Regions from separate parts of the Mus musculus genome. Here region 2 is linked to region 1. The links are chromatin contacts, called in public HiChIP or PLAC-seq maps. All regions are on one chromosome and are shown on one strand. Each heading gives the region's core, a stretch centred on a gene start, on an enhancer-like site or on the middle of the called end of the contact. The rest is flanking DNA. Distances are from core to core; before and after follow the strand shown.

Region 1 (7,251 bases), core at 3,052-5,551:
ATTGTACAGTGGTATGTTATTTCTTTCTAGGCCTTTGTATCTCTCTGTGATATCTGGAAACAAGAACCCCCTGTTCACCTGCTCCCAATTTCTCTCTCTCTGTGTGTGTGTGTGTGTGTGTGTGTGTGTGTGTGCAAGCAAAGAAGCAAAGGGAGGTACAGCTCACGTGACAGACATGATTCATGTGCTAAATACAGAGCCCCACAGTCATTATCCATCATGCAGTCTTGGAAGACGGCTCCCAACTGTCATAAATGTGGAATAAACATCCTTCTGCAATTGATTCCACAGCAAACGCTCAAATAAGGTAGTGTTAGCTACCCCTTTCCTGCCTGGAAACTGGCAGAAAATCAAAATTACTGCTCAGCAGCCACCTGCGACTCAGCCACCTGAGCTGCCTGTGTGACCTGGAAGACCGTGGATGAAAAAAAACAAAACAAAAAGGGAACAGAGACTGTGGGTTTGTGACAACAGAGATGCCCGTGTCTACCTGGTCCCCGTGTCCTATCTAAACAAGGCCAGCTCTCCAATCAATGTGATAACCTACTTGATCTTGCTTATGCCCACACCATCTCCCAAAGGCTTCTTCCTGCTTCCCCCACCTTTTAACCCTATTCTATATTAATCTCGCCACCTCCTGGCCTTCCCCATGTGATCATCCAAGCTTCTATCAGAGCGGTTGCTGGGGCAACTCCCAGTCGAGGTGGAGCAAGCAGGTTATCTCTGGTGTGATCTGAAAGTACCTTACCCTTTACAGAAAGCTCCTATTAAAATAATTATATTACCTTGGGGGAACTGGAGATGGGGGAGAAAAGAGAATGGGAAATTCAGCCTGAAAATTGGCGAGGAATATTCCATTGGTTAGCTAAGGCAAATGCTGCTAGTCTAGGAAGGAGAAGCTGGTAGGTCCTGGGTAGAGGATGGCGGGGATTAAAAGTGGTGGGGGACTGAGGGAAATGGGCTGGGGGCGGGGGGAGAGCTGGAGGGCACCAGGAAAGCTAAAAGGGTGATGAATCTGGGGACTCAACCTGTCCTGACAAGTCACGCAGTATCTCTGTGTGTCAGAGAGAAAAGCGTGTACGCCGAATTTGGAAAATTGGATCATTTGGAGTCATTAGTTTAATTAATGTATTTACTCTCTGTTTTATTTGTTTATTTTTGTGATGGGGCCTTACACGTAGACTGAGCTGATCTCAAACTTGGTATGTAGCTCAGATTGACCACAAACTACTGATCTTCCCTCCTGACCAGCTGGAATGCTGGGACTACAGGCATGTGACATTAGGCTCAGTTCCCCGGCAGCCCCCCACCCCCGCCTCTCCCTCTCCCTCTCTCTGTATGTACATGGGCATGTATATATGAGGGTGCACTTGCACATGTGTGTGTGTGTGTGTTTGTGGTTGCCTGTTCAAGTGGGGCAGAGATTGGTGCTGGGAACTACTCCAAAGATTACCTTATTCACTTAGGCAGGGTCTCTCTGTTAAATTTAGAGCTCCCCAATATGGCTGGTTTCCCTAGCTAGCTTGCGTGGGAGATCCAGGCCAGGATCACAGTAGGCCACCATGCTCGCCTGTCATTTATGTGACTTCTGGAGATCTGCTCTCTAGTCCTCATGCTCTTGGGGTAAATGCTTTAAGCACTGAGCCATGTCCCAAGTCTCTCAAGGGGATTCTCCTTCCGGTTTTTAAAACATGGATTTTAAATGTGGCTCTGTCACTATGAGTGTGACCTGCTCTCAGAGGGTTATTTTCCCCACAGTTGATTGTGTGGGTCACAAAGTATTATGTGTCCAAAGCCCATGATTTAGAAGGCATGTGTGCCCACCCATTGTGAGCATGCTTGTACACCCACCCACTCAACCCCACCCACCGACCCCTGAACCCTCATACACCATTTTTGCCAAAGGGAAAAAGTAGTTACAATGTGCCTTTCTATATACTCTTTCTTCCATTTAGATCACATTCCTACAGGCTCATCATGACCACCCCAGTTAGATTAATCCTAAGAGTCAGAAAGTCCCTAGCAATGTCTCTGTGAATACAAAGACCCATACAGGCAAGAGTTCACTCGGCAAAATAGAATCTCGGGAGCCCTTAGCCTCAAAGGCTCTGTGATCACCCCGGCTCCACTTTCAACCTGGAATGTTCAGAACAGCTAATTAGTTGTGTACCGAGTACCACACATCTGAAAGACAGTGATCGTTTGACATTAATTAGGAAGCCATCTGAGCGTGTGGTGTCTGAGTCGCATGGTGAAAGTCAGAGCCTACAACCACTTGAGGAAGGAAGCAGTTGACACTTTTGCTTTCACACTGTGCCAGGCCCAGGATGTGGAGGACAGTGGGGACCCAGCTTTTCTGATGAAGACACTGAAAATACACCGATTGAAAGTCGTGCAGGTTAGATGGGCAGTGGTGGCTCAGGGTTTTAATTCCAGCAAGGTGGATCTTGGAGTTTGAGGCCAGCCTGATCTACAGAGTGAGTTCCAGGGTTACACAGAGAAACCCTGTCTCAAAAACAAACACAGAAAATAATAAATAAATAACAGACAAATAAGAGGCATACAGGTTAATTTTCTTTGGGGTCCGTGTTGGCATGAGTTGTGCTTTGAGTGGTGGGTGTGAAGATGAGAATCAGACACCTGTAAAGGTGTCCTAGAGATGGAGCAAGGCTGCCCTTGAACCTCTGCACTTACAGCTACCACCATGAATAGCTGCACAGTTACTACGTGCCCTGCCCTGTACTAAGCATTTTTGAAACTTTATCTCTTTGAATTATCACAGCTGCTCTACCAGAAGTGATCTTCTTATCCCATTTTCAGAAGAGGAATTCAAAACTCCGCAAGCAAGAGCACATAGCTGGCACATAACGGATGCCTGGCAATCACGGAGTCCTGCGCGTCTACAGTCAAGCCATTTACTCTGTATATCTGTATAGCATAATCTGTAAATGACCTGATCACTATCTTGGTTGACAGGAAGGAAGAAGTGGTCTGTGGAGTGCACTTCGTGGGGTAAGATTGGACTGAGCAGACAGAAAAGTCCAACTCCCATTGTCCCTAACAGCAGTGGGAAGGGCTAAGATAATCCTGTGTCTCCTCCTCAGAGTGTCTCCTATTCCACTGAACAGTTACAAATCCACAAGTTGGGTTAGTAACTGGATTCTTTTGTCCTGAAAGATGTTGACTGGACATTTTGATGGGGTCATGGTAAGGAAGAATTGGTTCATCTGGGATGATAACACTGTGAGTCAAAGATCATGAGTACTGTTAGCTCAGAACCACGTATGCCTCACATGGACCCCACAGTAACCCCAGGAGGTAAGTCTGACTGCACCCATTTATCTGTAGCAAAGCTGACTCTCAGAGAGGACGGTATACATAACATGCTTGGCTGTGACTCAGACCCCAGTGAACATGAAGCTGAATCCAGCCTCTTATCATTGATGCTTTACAACCACTTTACTAGGCAAGTGAGAGTTGACTTGAAAACTAACTACCAGTACTTACCCCTTCTCCCCTTCTTGTGAATTTGTCTCCAGTCCCCACAGCTGGTCAGTGAGAGCATGAGAGTCATGCAAGGGGAGGCTAGACCAAGTCACCATGTCACCAGATCGATTCACTTTGTGATCCAGTCTGTTTCCAGTACCTTTAACTGAGTATTGAGCTAATGAAAACTGAAAGCACAGGCACCGACTCAAAGCAAAGCCTTCATTCACTCAAGTAGGTTCTGCAAGTATTTAGTAAGCGTGGTGGAGAGATGAATAGAAGTCCCGAGGTGGCTGGTCGGAATAACGTTTCTTGCCAGAGAGAAACTCAGTGGTGTTGATGATGGGTGAAATACGGTTTGCTCTTCTGGAGAGATGGAGAATGAAGTGGTGTTTGGATGAGAACAAGCCAGACACCAACAAAGGAGTGAGAGGGAGATGCTGCAAGTGAGAAGGGGGAATTTCAGGGAAAAAAAAACAGAGACAACAATGACAGGGAGAGCCATATTCCCAGACAGTCTTGAAAATAATTACAGCTCGTAGAAAAATCAATCAGCAAGGCTCTGCTAAATGCTGGGAGGACAGAGTGTTGTGAAAGCAAAGGGCCAGGCTCCTCTGCAGTACAGCGTACTGGGCAAGATAAAAATAGCATGCTTGAAACAATTAGAGAGCAATTAATGTCAACCCGTCTGGTTCTGGCTCAAGTACAACAGGATTCAGAGTGGAGGAAGCTTGGAGACCTGGAATAGTCTATCAGACCCTTGTAGGGAAAGGTCCCTAGAGGCCAGACGTCTTAGACATCTGATGTTTGAAAGAAGGGTTCATTCGTATAAACACCCTGCTTATGCAATACAGTGCAACCCACACTGACCACATTCCTACCCTTCCAGAAGTTTCTGATTACAAAAGAGAACACAGTGTTTGACTTGTGGCAGTTTGACCATGTGAGTGAATGAATGATCTGGGTACTGGAACTTCTCAGGGTCACAGAAGGAGTGGAAGGCGGGAAAAGCACAGCTGCAGAAATAGCGCCTGGAGCGCACATACTGTTTACAGTCAGGGACTGTCTCTACTCCATCTCTATTGTGGGGGCTGGACAGAAGACTCAGCAGTTAAGAGAACTGGCTGCACTTCTAGAGGACCCAGGTTCTATTCTCAGCACCCACATGGTGGCTCATAACCCCTGGAACGCCATTCCCAGGGATCTCCCTCAAGCACCTGGTACAAACATGGTATACAGACACATATGCAGGCAAAACGGCAAAGTACCCATATGCAAAAGTAAATACAATTTCTTTAAAAAAAAAAAAAGAAAGAAACCACCATGAACTCGTAGTGACTATGGCAACATGCACAAGACCTGCACAGGCTCAAGCTAGAAAAGATACCAGGGCTGATGGGGGTGAGGGTGGGGGTGGCGGGAGGTGGGGTGGGGGTGGGGAGGTGTTAGGGGGAGTGAACTTGGGTCTCATCCCTAACTAAGAAGCCATTTGCAGTTGCTACCTATGGGCAAAGGGACAATTGGTTTTCTCCAATGGAGTGCACTGGGTATATCAACCACATTGTAGGTCAAGCCCCATGCCCAGGAGTAGCTAGTCAGTATAAAATGGACATGATTAATGTGTGTGTGTGTGTGTGTTTGTTTTGTTTTACTTCTTCCTTCCTTCCTTCCTTCCTTCCTTCCTTCCTTCCTTCCTTCCTTCCTTCCTTCCTTCCTTCCTTCTCTTCCTTCCTTTCTTTCACTCTCTCTTTCTTCTCTCTCTCTTCTCTCTCTCTCTCTTTTCTTTTTGGTTTCACTGATCTTTTGTGTGTTTTGAATTTTGGTTTTGTGGGGTTTTTAGCTTTCTTTTAAATTTTTTAGTCATTTTAGAAAGAGAAATAGCAAGAGCATACAATTGGGTGGGTAGGGAGGTTGGAGAGGATCTAGGAGGAGCTGATGGAGGGCAAAACATGGCCAAAAGAGTACTAAAAAAAAAAAAAAGGGAGGTTCCATGTTGGGATACATACTCTAGACAGATGCCAGTCTATTGGCTTCAAAACATATCACTGTGGAGGCTTTTCCTGGAACTTAGAACCTGGTTCATTTGCATCATGGTTTGAGTGATTGGATAATTTTTCTTAAACATACATCCTTTAGGTCTGCAAATAGATTACACAGACTATATCTATATCTGCAATTTTTAATTTTTAAAAATACCTTTTAAAAAGTACTTTTAAAAAATACTTTTAAGTCTGCAAATAGATTACACCGACTGCGAATATATTACACAGACTAATTCTATAGGCACTGGATAGCGACATTAGAAGTGATTTTGGTTTTCTCTAAAAATAGCTACTTTCAGGTGGGGAGATTAAATATATGCATTTAGTGTGGTGTGTAATTGCTATCAGAGGATGCTGTACAGAATAGAAGGCGAGCAGAAGAGAAAAGGGCCTTAAAATAGAGTTTAGGAAAGGGGAAGCTGACCTCAGAGAAGTTGGCACTGGGTTCTGGAATGGGCTCCGTCAGGGCTGGGGTGTTGGGAGGTGGGAAATCTGTAGGTAGGTGGAAAGGGATCCGTGAAAGCTGGAAGCATGAAGATGTAGTAGCATGTTCTAAGAGCTGTAAATAAGGGGTGTTACTAGAGGAGAGAGTCCTAAAGGAGGCGGGAGAATGATGGATCTGAAGGGCGCCACAGCAGGATCCTGCTTATGAATGACTCTGGAAGCCATGTCCGTGGGTCAGACTGTGCCTCTGCGATGGTTGTGGCATCATCAAGGGATGTTGAGTGGTAGAGCAACAGGGTCAGATATGTGGATCATAAAAAGAATGGAGTGGGTACTGGAAGGTGGAGAAGGGCAGCCAAGGCAAGAGACAACAGAGGGTAGATAGGCGGCCATTGCAGGATGCACACTGGAAACCACAACGTGGTTGTAAACCAAAGCTGTATGTGGGGAAGCACGGATGGGAGAAACTAGAGTTCTGCTTACAGACCAGAGGCGATAGGTCTTGTCTGCCTACTGGGAGCAAGGATGGAGATGGTGAGACCGCCAAAGGTGGACCACTAAGGTAGATGACAGGGATGGAGATTTCATGTGTGAGCAGTGTTCTTGTCTTCACACCGCCTGAGCTCTCCCCAGTTCAGTCTCCTTCTAATCTGGCACCCTGGAACAGTGCACGCCAAAGTAAACAACCCCTTAGCTCCTCAGCTCTTCTTAGAATCCTGCCCACCTGATTTGAATGGAACTTTGCCCTTACCCAGGGAAATGTCATCCACCTTGTGTCCTCCGGAACAGGCTGTCCTCTCATATCCCAGGTACCAAGCCAGGCAGACACCTCAATTCCAAATTATGCTTGTAGACACTAATGGAGCACTGTTCCTTTTAGAACCATGCCCTTTTGTGACATCAACATTATCAGCATTATTATAACTATCATCATTATTATCATTATCATTCCTATTACTATTATAGATCACATCTGCCATTTAGAAAGAGACTCTCTCAGGTTCTCTCTGCCCCAAGTCCAGACTTCTCCCCATATGAGAAATGAGCTTCAGTGTGCCGGTCACTTCTGGCCCACTTCAGTATTCACACCCATGACCACACTCCACGTTTTGCCATCTCTTGAAGATGTTTCACCTCTGAAACCTTTAGCATGGCGTCTGCCTCCTGACCAATGTTGGACCCTTCCACGTCTCTGACCCCCTTATCTGTACTCACCTCCACAGAGTAACAAAGTCTCAGGCTGTTGTGGTTGTCCCCACAGAACGCGTTTAAAGGCTTG
Region 2 (7,251 bases), core at 2,861-5,360, 230 kb before region 1:
TGTGTTCATTTAGCTTGTCAAATGTTATCCAGGTTCAAGGTAAACCTGTAGCCTGGGGCTAGACCTGCTTACTGGCAGTGTTGGCTCTCCCAGCTTGAGAAGCACCTAAATCCTAGGCCAGCTAGAGACAAGACCGTCTCAACCTGTCCCTGTTTCTTACATTTAACTCAGTCAGGACAACTGTATGGTGCCAATTTAAATAGTTTTATTATTCCATGTTACTTGTTTTGGGTCCCTGTGGAACAAAGCTACACCTTCTTGGACTGACTTAATCCACCTCTTCAATGGTGGGGCCTGAAGAAGCACCACCAGATGGGGGAGCTCCTCCACCTGGGAAGCCACCAGGCATTCCCCCAGGCATGCCACCTGCACTCTGGTACAGCTTGGTAATGATAGGGTTGCAGACTTTCTCCAGTTCTTTCTGCTGATGCTCAAATTCTTCCTTCTCTGCAGTCTGAGAAAAAAGAAATCAAATTTATTAAAAGATCTCCAATTACTTTGGGGGGAGGAGACTGACAACTAAGCCTAAAGAACCCTTAGCTATTGAGTCACTCAGACATCCAAGGAAGGTAACTGCCAACACTGCCTTGCGTTCTGGTGGAAACCGCGAATGTTTGGACCATTCATCATCATTGTGACCCCTCTCAGCCCTTTTCTGAATGAACATCTACTTATTGGCAAAACACATACCTGGTTCTTATCCAGCCAGCTGATGATTTCATTGCACTTGTCAAGAATCTTCTGTTTGTCCTCATCATTGATCTTGCCTTGAAGTTTCTCATCTTCCACAGTTGCTTTCATGTTGAAGGCATAGGACTCCAGTGAGTTCTTGGAGGAAACCTTATCTCTCTGCTTCTCATCCTCAGCCTTGTACTTCTCAGCTTCTTGGACCATGCGCTCAATATCTTCCTTACTCAAGCGGCCTGATGATGAAAGTTACAAAATCATGAGCATGTCTCTTTAATGGTAAGAGCAAACCTTGTTCTTTCTATTCAGAAAGAAAGCAGCAGGTCCATACTTACCCTTGTCATTGGTGATGGTGATCTTGTTCTCCTTTCCTGTGCTCTTATCTACAGCAGAAACATTGAGGATGCCATTGGCATCGATGTCAAAAGTAACCTCAATCTGAGGGACCCCACGGGGTGCTGGAGGGATGCCTGTGAGCTCGAACTTTCCAAGCAGGTTGTTGTCCTTGGTCATGGCCCTTTCACCTTCATACACCTAGAAGAGACAATAAAAATTAAGACATCCAATTTTAGAAACTACTGCTCGTGTGGCTTAAGCTCAAATTTGGGGAAGATAAGTTCGCTCAGACATCCAAGGAAGGAACTAGCCAACACAGCATTTCTGGTGGAAACTACGAATGGTTTTGGAATCCATCATCACAGCGAGGAACTTCCCTGGGCTTTCTATACAAGCTACAAAATTCTAGGGACAACATACCTGAATGAGTACACCAGGCTGGTTGTCAGAGTAGGTGGTGAAAGTCTGTGTCTGCTTGGTGGGGATGGTGGTATTGCGCTTGATGAGGACAGTCATGACTCCGCCAGCAGTTTCAATACCAAGGGAAAGAGGAGTGACATCCAAGAGCAGCAAATCCTGAACGTTCTCAGACTTGTCTCCAGATAGAATGGCTGCCTGGACAGCTATAAAAAGAAAAAAAATGTTAGAAACAACGCACTGTAACTGCAGTCTACTCAACATATGTATGTTTCATTCGCTCAGACATCCAAGGAAGGAACTAGCCAACACAGTACTTCTGGTGGAAACTACGAATGGTTTTGGAATCCATCATCACAGCGAATCTTACAGGACTTGTTGAGATTATAAAGACTATAAAGGCTGTATGTATTTACCTGCACCATAGGCAACAGCTTCATCGGGGTTAATGCTCTTGTTCAGCTCTTTTCCATTGAAGAAGTCTTGCAGAAGTTTCTGAATCTTGGGGATTCTGGTAGAACCACCCACCAAGACAATATCATGGATCTGTGACTTGTCCAGCTTGGCATCTCGAAGGGCCTTCTCTACAGGGTCCAGTGTGCCACGGAACAGGTCAGCATTCAACTCCTCAAATCGAGCCCGGGTAATGGAGGTATAGAAGTCAATTCCCTCATAGAGAGAATCAATCTCAATACTGGCCTGGGTGCTGGAGGAGAGGGTGCGCTTGGCCCGCTCGCAGGCCGTGCGGAGACGGCGGACAGCTCTCTTGTTCTCACTGATGTCTTTCTTGTGCTTTCGCTTGAACTCAGCAATGAAATGATTGACCATTCGGTTGTCAAAATCTTCTCCACCTAAGTGGGTGTCTCCAGCTGTTGATTTGACCTCAAAAATTCCATCCTCAATAGTGAGGATTGACACATCAAAAGTGCCACCTCCCAAGTCAAAAATGAGCACATTCCTTTCAGCTCCGACCTGTCAAATAAGACATTCTTAGCTCAGGCCTGTTTCTGGCAAGTTAACCCTAACAAAGTTGTACTTGATTTGAAATGCCTACCTTCTTATCTAAGCCGTAAGCAATAGCAGCAGCAGTTGGTTCATTGATGATTCGAAGTACATTGAGGCCAGCAATAGTTCCAGCATCTTTTGTTGCCTGTCGCTGAGAGTCATTGAAGTAAGCGGGCACTGTGACCACAGCGTTGGTAACGGTCTAAAAAACAATGAATTGCACAATTGTTTGGTTGGCAAATTCCCGATCAGAATGTGTGAATTAAACATAAAGGTAACACCCATCTCAAATGGCACCTGTTAAAAAAAAAACCCACCTTTCCGAGGTACGCTTCTGCAATTTCCTTCATCTTTGTCAGAACCATGGAGGACACTTCCTCTGGGTAGAAACTTTTTGTCTCCCCTTTGTATTCCACTTGGACCTTGGGCCTGCCTGCATCATTCACCACCATGAAGGGCCAGTGCTTCATATCAGACTGAACAACAGCATCATCAAACCTACGCCCGATCAGACGTTTGGCATCTGTAAAATATTAAACATACCTCATCACACTCCTTAGTGCCTATCACTGCAAAAAAAAAAAAAACCAAAAAAACAGAAAACAAAAACCTGCAGCACCCATCTAGATGGACGTAATCTCTAGTGCAGGAAGCCAAGGCCCATATTTAAAATCTTGTGGCCTTATATTGTCATATTTAAACAGTTGCAATCTCAGGCTGCAGTTATTAAGGCAGATCTGTTTCTACATTCCAAATGCCCTGCCCCCCAGCCCTTTTACTCATGCTAGTGGCACAAAGATGCTGGCGACTTACCAAAAACTGTGTTGGTGGGGTTCATTGCAACCTGATTCTTGGCCGCATCCCCAATTAATCTCTCTGTGTCCGTGAAAGCAACATAGCTTGGCGTGGTGCGGTTACCCTGGTCATTGGCAATAATTTCCACCTTTCCATGCTGGAAGACACCCACACAGGAGTAGGTGGTGCCGAGATCAATGCCAACTGCAGGTCCCTTAGACATGGTTGCTATTAGAAAAAAAAAGGAGGGGGGCTAAGCACTCGCTTTCCGGCTTTTATCCAGTCCGCAGTGGGTCTGGACTTGGTGACCCAGACCTATCACCTGAAGCCACGCGGCAGGCTCGTGGCAGCAGTGCTGCAGTATAGGTGGTCTGTGCCAAGCCTGGCACAGCCCGCCCAAGGCTCAAGGAACCATCTGTCCTAAAGGTCTGCGACAATGGTGGAGCACGTGGCCACCTCCGAGCGCCCCCCGAACCCCCCCCACCCGGACCGCGCACCGCGGGAGCCAGGATCCCCCTTTCCCACCTCGGGGGGCCCTGCCCTGTGGGCGCCGGGCAGAAGCCTTATATTTGAAGTCACAGACAGGATAAAAAGACCAGGGCGCCTGTGGCTCCCCTCCCCCGCCACGCGGAGCCACAAGGCCATGGCGGCGCCGCCCTGACTCAGCCCATCCTCCGGATCTGCTGCAGTCTCTGTCCCTGGTGGTGACGGCCTGAGCTGCAGCCGCCGCCTAAGAGACTCCCCGGGACTCCTGCACCACCCCGGACCCCCGCAAACCCCCGAGTCCCATGCCTCACCTTGTGTGTAGGCCCAGCTGCGCTGACGACGAGACCACACAAATGCCAGGCAGCTGCCTCCGCGTTCAATGAGACCGGTTTCCGCCCGCTTCCCTCTCTCTTATACCCTGTCTTAGAACCTTCCAGAAGGGTGCCGCCCCATCCCGCTGCCGATCATAGCTTCTTAGCCAATGGACGACCAGCCCTTGCCGACTGCACTAATGAAGAGCCAGAACGCTCGCCTAGGTCCCGCCTTCTCCCCGCCCCGCCTCGCGATGACGCACGACCGCGGCGTTCTGGAACTTTCACGCTCGCCCCCGCTCTGGGAACGGCCCGGGGGGAGCGGAGAAGGCGGGGCGCCGGGAGCCCGCGCGCGGGAGTCCTCTGTCACTCAGAGCTGCTGGGGGAGGGGAGAGGGTCGCCGGCGAGTGCGCGTGCGCGACCCGGCAGCGCAGGCGGGAGGGGGCGGAAGGATGCCCTGGGAGGAAGGCGGGTACCTCCGCGACGGACCAATGAGAGCAGCGTTCGGCCGGATCCCTACCTCTTGGGACCCCGGGCTGCCTGAGAGAAGAGCCTGAGGGAGGGGGAGTCCGGGAAGAGAAGACGGAAGTGGGGCGAGGACAAAATGGCTGCGAAGGTTGTTGCGCCCCTCCCCCACACGACCCTCGGTCCTTCTCCCTGAGCCCGGCGGTTTCCCGGCCTCGGGCTTGGTCCACCCCAGCCTGAGACTAAGGAGCACTGCTAGGCTTCTTGTTTCGTGCTGCCAGCTTGTGGGAGGCTAAGCCGCCGCGCTATCTCGCTGGCTTTCCCCACCCCTCACCCCCCACAAAATGGGACACCTCGATTCCCCCCCCCCCCAGTGCGGAGGCTCGATCTGCCTGGCTCGCCACATGTCCCCAGGATCGTTTGTGATCCTCTATCAAAGAAATGGCCCAGTCCTCTCTGCTTACCCCTGAGCCGAACGCCCCTCCCCACCTCCGCTGTCCCACAGGGGACAGCGTGACCTCTGTCCCCTCTCTGCTCCACCAGACTCATCAGTTAATGGAATAAATGTACGAAAGATAAATGTTTTTTGTCCCTTTGTGGGTGAGCTAGGCACTGGCATTCCTGGTTTCCGGCAGCCCCGTGTCCTTGATAGAGTGATCGCGACCTTTTTATTTTCAGTAACATGAGGTAATGTCTCTCCTGACTTGACTTTTACCAAAAATTAAACGCCCGGCCGCGCTGAGTCCTTGAAAACGTGACTGAGCCAATGGCCGGAGCGAGTGCTTAGACTCTGAAACCGCAGTGCCTGGAGGCTGGGCGTTCCGGGCCTCGTCACACCCGGCTCTCTAGCACTTTCCACGCGTCCTTTCAAATAGGCAGGGAGTGCAGCTCTTTATTAGTTAGATAGGTTGTCTTTTTATTTTTTAAAGAATACTGTTGTGGCGTTTAAATTGGAAGGTCTCCAGACCACGTGAGGAAGGCTAGCGGAAGACCGGGGACTCTTTGTCCTTGTCAAAAGCTAGTAATCACTAAGACAGTCATAAATAAATTTTTTCTTTGGTATTTGCATCTCGGGAGGAATGTTGGCTTGGAGTTCATGGGAGGATGTACAAGGATGTAACTCTGTTGCAGTTCAAGAAGATCGTTTTAATACAATGCTTTTTGCTAACCTAAAGTGTACATAACATGTAAAGTGCTCTCTATAAATATCAAAACACTTTTCTAAGGTATGTAGTACCCCATATTAGAAACCTGAGGGAAAGTGAGACACAGAGACATTACTTATAGGAATAGACACAACTGTTTTTTCTTGGAATCACCCTCTCCACTTTTTTCTTTTTTCTTTAAGCTAAGGTGTGGTGGTTCGAGCTTTTAGTTAGCACTGAGGAGAAGGATCAAAAGTTTTGCTAGACAGAAGTTAGGATATATGAGACTGTCAGTCTGTAAGTAAATTTTTAAAAATTTAGAGCCGGAGTCTGTTTCACAAGCTTACATTCTGGGATGGGAGGTGGGTGGTTCAGGCCTGTGACCCTTGCGACTCCAGAGTCTAAAACAAGGCCTGCCTGCCCTGCCCTGCCCAAACAAAGGCTTGCCTGAGCAACTCAGTGAAACCCCGTCTCAAAAGAAGTCAAACTGAGGCAGCATGGGGAGACAGGAAATGCTGAGGGTAGGAGAAGGAGAGAGCAGGCCCCTTGCCTGGCAATCCAGTTGAAGCCTCTTGCCAGTGGAAAAATAAGAATTCCAGCAAATTAACAACTCCTTAGTACCCTTCTACCTTCCCAGCCATGAGCCTGCAAGCTTCCAGGAATCTCACCAGAAACCCCATCTACAGGGAAAAGACTTGACTAACTCTAGTGAAGTCTTTTTGTTTGTTTGGTTTTGTTTTTGTTTTTTGAGACAGGGTTTCTCTGTGTAGCCCTGGCTGTCCTGGAACTCACTTTGTAGACCAGGCTGGTCTGGAATTTAGGAATTGGCCTGCCTCTGCCTCCCAAGTGCTGGAATTAAAGGCGTGGGTCACCATGCCCGGCTTCTAGTGAGTCTTAGTGGCCCCAGGCTTCACTTTATCAGATGACCATTCCAGCCGAGGCATCTCAGGAGCCAACCTATAATCTCACTTATCAAGAGACAGAAAAGGAGGAGGGGACATTTGAGGCCCTGCAAGACAGGGGGTTGTAGATTAGTGCAGTCTCAGCTTCCCTCTGCAGAGAATGCCGGTTAGGTTAATGCTGAGTTCAATCGACTGATAGGTGCTCAACCTTACAGGGATGTCGTATCACCTCCCAGACTCAGGAAGCATGAGGGAAGAGGGGGTTGAAAGAAGAAAGAGGCAGAGGATTATGACATCCTGGGCATGACATGGCAGTGGCACTCCGGAGTCAGTGGCTGCCATCACTGCATGGGATCCTCTCAAGACGGACTGTCTAAATAGTCACAAATGGGGAGGGGCTCAGGGGCTCTGCCTCACCCTAGTGGAGAGGAAGTCTGTCTTCAGTGGGGAACCACTGGTGTGAGTAAGCTTTGCTCTAGCTGCTAAGCGCACACTTGGGCCCACAAAGGCAGCCTTCATTAATCCTGTGGGTCACAAAGTAAAGTCAGAAGTCCTGAAAGTGGAATGGGGATCTTTTAAAGAAGATTTATTTTTATTACTGTATCTACGTGTAAGGGTGTCAGATTACCTGAGAGTAGTTATAGGTGGAGGCGAGGTATAATTTTCTAGGGCTTCTGGCCAGATTAATCACTGCTAAATTCC

The links. HiChIP or PLAC-seq counts read pairs in DNA pulled down with a chosen protein or histone mark.
Region 2: a contact with region 1 is called in an H3K4me3 HiChIP or PLAC-seq map of bone marrow-derived macrophages, with 2.6 times the contacts expected there. The contact joins the promoter of Hspa8 here to the enhancer-like site in region 1. A contact is called at or near these places in 3 of 39 promoter capture datasets (the C10 cell line and second pharyngeal arch cranial neural crest), 3 of 115 datasets of contacts at active chromatin or transcription factors (bone marrow-derived macrophages, embryonic stem cells and heart atrium) and 1 of 9 other capture datasets (adipose tissue).

What each region holds. Positions count from the first base shown.
Region 1 is chr9:40,572,386-40,579,636 of GRCm38.p6, reverse strand. No RefSeq gene overlaps it. Among named protein-coding and RNA genes, the nearest start is that of Gm48277, 18 kb to the right of the region's middle. Within about 2 kb of position 4,301, at least 99 of the 459 cell types and tissues checked have an H3K27ac peak or open chromatin away from gene starts, as enhancers often do. A contact at or near this core is called in adipose tissue, bone marrow-derived macrophages and second pharyngeal arch cranial neural crest, where this site is marked.
Region 2 is chr9:40,798,135-40,805,385 of GRCm38.p6, reverse strand. It overlaps Hspa8 (heat shock protein 8), which reads right to left and starts at 4,110. Exons shown (of 9, transcript NM_031165.5): 1 at 4,038-4,110; 2 at 3,259-3,468; 3 at 2,763-2,968; 4 at 2,495-2,647; 5 at 1,857-2,412; 6 at 1,444-1,646; 7 at 1,023-1,221; 8 at 691-923; 9 at 184-454. The coding sequence starts at 3,463. The coding sequence ends at 269. Snord14c (small nucleolar RNA, C/D box 14C) reads right to left here and starts at 1,803; the gene lies at 1,717-1,803. Snord14d (small nucleolar RNA, C/D box 14D) reads right to left here and starts at 1,391; the gene lies at 1,305-1,391. It overlaps Snord14e (small nucleolar RNA, C/D box 14E), which reads right to left and starts at 638; the gene lies at 548-638.